2 separate regions of the Sus scrofa genome follow, and region 2 is linked to region 1. Evidence: chromatin contacts called from public Hi-C data. All regions are on one chromosome and are shown on one strand. Each heading gives the region's core, a stretch centred on a gene start, on an enhancer-like site or on the middle of the called end of the contact. The rest is flanking DNA. Distances are from core to core; before and after follow the strand shown.

The links. A called contact is a pair of places that touch in the nucleus more often than the background predicts.
Region 2: a contact with region 1 is called in a Hi-C map of liver, with 4 times the contacts expected there. The contact joins the enhancer-like site here to the promoter of STK10 in region 1. A contact is called at or near these places in 5 of 47 Hi-C or Micro-C datasets (fetal skeletal muscle, liver, omental adipose tissue and 1 more) and 1 of 2 datasets of contacts at active chromatin or transcription factors (alveolar macrophages).

What each region holds. Positions count from the first base shown.
Region 1 is chr16:52,002,443-52,005,112 of Sscrofa11.1, reverse strand. STK10 (serine/threonine-protein kinase 10) reads right to left here and starts at 1,345. Exons shown (of 19, transcript XM_021077114.1): 1 at 864-1,345. The coding sequence starts at 1,019.
Region 2 is chr16:52,270,917-52,273,586 of Sscrofa11.1, reverse strand. The region is part of intron 2 of FBXW11 (F-box/WD repeat-containing protein 11); the gene reads right to left. Among named protein-coding and RNA genes, the nearest start is that of FBXW11, 60 kb to the right of the region's middle. Within about 2 kb of position 1,321, at least 2 of the 83 cell types and tissues checked have an H3K27ac peak or open chromatin away from gene starts, as enhancers often do. A contact at or near this core is called in liver, where this site is marked.

The DNA of each region.
Region 1 (2,670 bases), core at 96-2,595:
GAAATCAGGGAAAGGGTGGAGTCAAGTCCTAAGTGTTTGGGTCCCTAACGCGACTCAGCAACTCAGAATTTGTTCACAGCACCGGGAACCAGGCAATGACCTGCGGCAAACGTGTCTAGAATTAATCAGCTCTGCCCCCACCCACCCCTCCACAAAAGCTCTCTCGCTTCTTATTCCCCTAAGGGAAGGTGACTGCAGCCTGGGAGACTCCCCAGCTGTGACTCATCTACAGAATCAAATCTGATCCCCCAAGCGCCGGATTCACGAGGCCCTGACCTACCCCTCTGCCGGCCCCAGTCCACATTTCCAAGCCTAACCTCGAACTCTACACCTCCCCCCACCCCCCACCGCGATTTCCTATCTCGCATCTCTGGCTTCTCTTCAGGTGCCTACCCAACTTCACCGGTCACAACCCTTTCAGCTGCAGCTGTGTTTCTCCGTCCCCATCGCCTCGGCATTCTCACAGCTTCTGGGTGGCGTCCCTTAAAAAGTATACCTAGTATCCCAGCTTTAGCGCAGATGCCTCATCTGAGGATGCTAAAGTCTTATAAGCGCCCCTTTGTCTCCCCCTGCGGCGCCGAGAGCCGAGAGCCGTGCGGGGCGCACAGGAAGTGCTCAGAAACTTAGCCCCGGGGCAGCAGCCTTGCCCAGAGAGGGAGTTGGGTGCGCAGAGACTCAGTCGGGCTGAGCGTGGGCACCCCCTCCCCCAAAGAACAAGGGTCACCAGGACAAGAACCTGAGTTCAGGGCCAAGCAGCCCCTCTGCGCTCTCCCGAGCGGTGAGCGAGACTAACCAGGGCCAGCGCCCCTTCCTTCCGGAACCGCTCCGCGAGCCCCGAACCACCCACACCCCAGCGCCCTCACCTTGTAAACTTTGCCGAAGGCACCGTCGCCCAACTCGCCCACGATCTCCCACACCTCGTTGGGATCCAAGTCCCGGCGGACGTGCTCGTATTCGCGGGACTTTCTCTTTTCGAAGGTAGACAAGCGCAAGATGCGGCGGAAATTGGCGAAAGCCATGGCTAGGGGCACGCGAGCCGGGGGGCGAGGTGGCGCCGGCTCGGGCTCGGGCTGTGGCTCCGGCGGCCGCGAAGAGGAAGGGCTGGAGAGACGCCGCGGCGCTTGGGGTTCTCCCCAGACCCGCCCTTCCCCGCAGCCGGACACGGGTCAAGTGCGCCCAGGGCTCAGCGCCGCGGGAGCACCCGGAACCGCGCAGGCGGCTGTGGTCCCCGCCCCCGCTCGGTCCTGTCCCCGGGCTGCCTCCCGATGCCTGCCCGGCTCGCGCCGCGCCCCCGCCCAACCCGCCAGCCCCGGGACGCGTTCCGGGTACCCGGCCCCGCGCCCGCCCTCCTGCCCGGCTCCACCTGCAGCTCTTCGGCAGCGCCCAGAGACCCCCTAATTGGCTGCGGGCGCTGCCGGGCTCCGCCCATCGCCGCAGGGCACTCTGGAAACTGTAGTTCCCCCCGCGCGCCGCGAGCTGGCGAGCCACCGACCAGGCTTTGGGGAGTTGAGGAAACCCTTCAGCCGGGACCCCTCCGGGTCTGGGAGACCCGCCGCCTCTTATGGCTCCCCAAATTTCTGCGGGAGCAGGAGGGGAAGCGAATTGGCTTGTCACGAGTGCCCACTGATTGTTGTCCAAAGACCAAGAAGGCGAACTGGCATTAATCATTTAACCCGCCGGGTAACCATCCCGCTAGGCTGCTCTGCTCGCGCCCACTTTTCAGCTGGGAGCGCCAGGCGGGAAGGGCACCGGTCCGGGGCTACATATCCTGCTGGTGGATCCGGTGCCGGTTCCTCGGCGCGATGCTGCCTCCTAGCGAGGAAAATGCTGCGCCCTTGCGGCCGTGGGTGAGTCCCTGGAGGCCCAGGCTGGTTTCCTGCTTCCCAGGGGCTCTGCCCCATGGTGATCCACCGGCCAGGGTTGCTGGGCTAGGAGAAGAGCTCCTTGAGAGTTTATCACATGCTTCATAAGGGATCTTCAGATATATTTGCATATTAAGTAAAACGTTTCTTAATTTCCCAATTTTTCTAAGTAAGCTCCCCGTACGTAGAACCGAAATCTTTTGACCACCATCATCTTCGATCCTGGTCGTTTTCACCTGCCACTATTGTCTCTAGGACAGTTATACTTTTATGTATGTATGTATGTATGTATTTAAGGGCCGCAGGTGTGGCATACGGATGTTCCCAGGCTAGGGGTCTCATCAGAGCTACAGCGGCGGGTCTACGCCACAGCCACGCCAGATGCGAGCCTCCTCTGCGACCTACACCATAGCACCTCGCCTAAACACTGGATCCTTAACCCATGGAGTGAGACTAAGGATTGAACCCGCCTCTTCGGGGTTACTATCAGTTTCGTTTTTTCTGCTAAACCACAAAGGAAACTCCCTAGGACGGTTATACTTTTATCTAAATCTGCTAAGTAGGTTCCAAGTAGCAAGTCCGGAGGGTTGGGCAGCCTGTAAATCTTCTTATGGTAACTCTCCCTCATAAGCAAATGCAATCTGAGTGAAAGTCATACCCCAATTGTCCCCATCCCTGTGGAGAACCATCAGTGTGGAGATATTTTCAGCCCTCCCTGAGCCGTATGCAAACACCAATTACAGTTCCAAATGTAGAAAGCCAACCACAGAAGGCTGGGGTGCTGGTGGTGGTCTGTAAGAAGGGCACC
Region 2 (2,670 bases), core at 72-2,571, 270 kb before region 1:
GTTATATGATAATTTCGATAAATGCATTTAGGGCATAAAACAAAATTCAAAAACCACTTGATTAAAAACTCTTGGGTAACTTAATATGATAAAGGACATGTATCTTTAAAATTTTATAGCTAATATCATACTTAATGGTAAAAGATGAAACACTTTCCACTGTACTCTAGAACAAAAGTAGAATAACCATTGTCACACTTCTAGTCAATAAAAATTTCACTAGTCACAGCAAGTGCAATAAGGCAAGAAAAAGAAATAAAAGGCATAAATATCAGAAAGGATCCATAAGACATGACTGTCTATAAAAAAACTCCATAGGAACATACAAAACAAGTAGACTAACGTGTGACATCAGCAAAGTCACAGGATACAAAAAATAAAAAGAACAAATGAAGCTACACGAAACTCAATGAAGAGGTTAAGAGTTCTTGAATAACCAGCACAATATTAAAAGAAGAAAGTCAAAGGACTGACACTTCCTAACTTCAAGAATTACTGTAAAGCAAGACTAATCATGACAGTGCATGGTTACTGCTGAAAGAAAGACAAATAGATCAATGAAACAGAAGAGAGAGTCCAGAAAGAGACTCACATAAATACAGTCAGCCAATCTTTGACAGAGGAGCAAAGGCAACACAATGGAGCAAAGATAATTTCAACAAATGATACTGGAACACACAGAAGAACATCTAGGTGACCTTGAGTATGATGAAGACTTTTTATTTATTTATTTATTTTTTGGGTCTTTTTGCTATTTCTTGGGTCACTCCAGCGGCATATGGAGGTTCCCAGGCTAGGGGTCTAATCAGAGCTGTAGCCACCGGCCTACACCACAGCTCACGGCAACGCCGGATCATTAACCCACTGAGCAAGGGCAGGGATTGAACCTGCAACCTCATGGTTCCTAGTCGGATTTGTTAACCACTGCGCCACAATGGGAACTCCCTGATGAAGACCTTTTTGATACAAACACTGGAGGCACAATCTGTTAAAGAAATAACTGATAAGCCAGAATTCATTAAAATTAAAAACTTCCTGCTCTGTGAAAGACACTGTCAAGAGAGAATGAAAAGAGAAACCACACACTTAGAATAAATAATTGCAAAAGACAAATTTGATAAAGGACTGTTAGCCAAAATATAACCACCACCCCCAAAAAACCCTCTTAAAACTTAGTAAGAAAATGAACAAGTGGAATTCTTGTTGTGGCATAGCAGGTTAAGAATCCAACTGCAATGGCTTGGATCCTTAGGAGGCATAGGTTTGATCCCAGGCCTGGTGCAGTGGGTTAAAGGACCTGGCACTGCCAAAGCTGTAGCTGAGGCAAAGGTTGTACTCAATCCCTGGCCAATGGACTTTCCTGTGCCGCAGGTGAGACCATTAAAAAAAAGAAGAAGACAATTTTAAAAGTGGAAAGAAGACATGAACAGACACCTCATCAAAGAAGATAAAAAATGGCAGTAAGTATATGTCAATAGTTATGAGAAAAATAAATTTATTATACACCATGTACGTCTTAGTGTGTTCTGGCATACTGCTCTTATGGAATCTAATTGAAAAGAGTACTCCAAACTGAACTAAGTATGTTCAAACAAGTATTTGATGTTATTTTTTATATGCTTTGAATCAGAAATTCAAAACTCAAGAAAGGACATACACCAAAAGCAGAAAGAAATGAATAAGATTTAACTGAGAAAATAAAAATAAGATTATAATAGAAATGAAAGTAACTTACAATGCCCCCAAAATGATAAATTCAAACGAAAAATGAAAAAGAGGCATTGAAGAAAAGCAGGGAAATAACCTAAGAGAATGAAAATGAGATAAAGACACAAAATGGGAAACAGAGAAGTGGTAGAAATGGAAGAAAAACAGAATACCTATGTATAATTGGAGTTTCTAAACACACCCACACACAAATAATGAAACAATTAACATTTAAAACTAGAATCCAAGGGGTTACCTAGAGCTAAGTGAGTGAGGAAAAATGGGGAATGATAGCTGAAAGGGTTTCATTCTGACATGATGAAAATGTTCTAAATTGATTTTCGTAATGGCTGCACAGCTGTGAATATGCTAAAAATCAGTGCACTATACACTTCAAATGGGAAAACTGTATGATGTGTGAATTATAACTCAATAAAGCTGTCATTTTTTATAACTGAGTAGGACCCTATAGGGCCTTCCAGGGACAGATCCCTCCCCCACATCCTTTGCTTTAGCTTCTCTCTAGCACCTAGGTAACAGCATCTGGTGCATATTTCCTGAACTGTTTTATACATGCTAAAACTCCCACCAAACAGAAAATGTTAACTTTCTGATGACCATGAGCACAGAGCCCTCAGGCCTACTGAAGCCTAAGGACTGATAATGTTAACCCCTAGAACACCACCCTGTCACCTCACATCAACCAACCACAGAATTGTGCACAAGCTGATCACACACCCGGGACACCCCTCCATCCATCACCTGGACTTTAAAAAGCCTTTCCAGAAACCCTTCAGAGAATCCAAGTATTTTGAGCACTAGCTGCCCTGGACTCCTAGCTTGGTGCCCTGCAATAAACACTGCACTTTTTTTCATCACAACCCACTGTCAGTGGATTGGCCTTACTGTGTTGTGTGCATGCAAACAGTTCCCAGTTTGGTTCGATAACACTATAATTCAAGA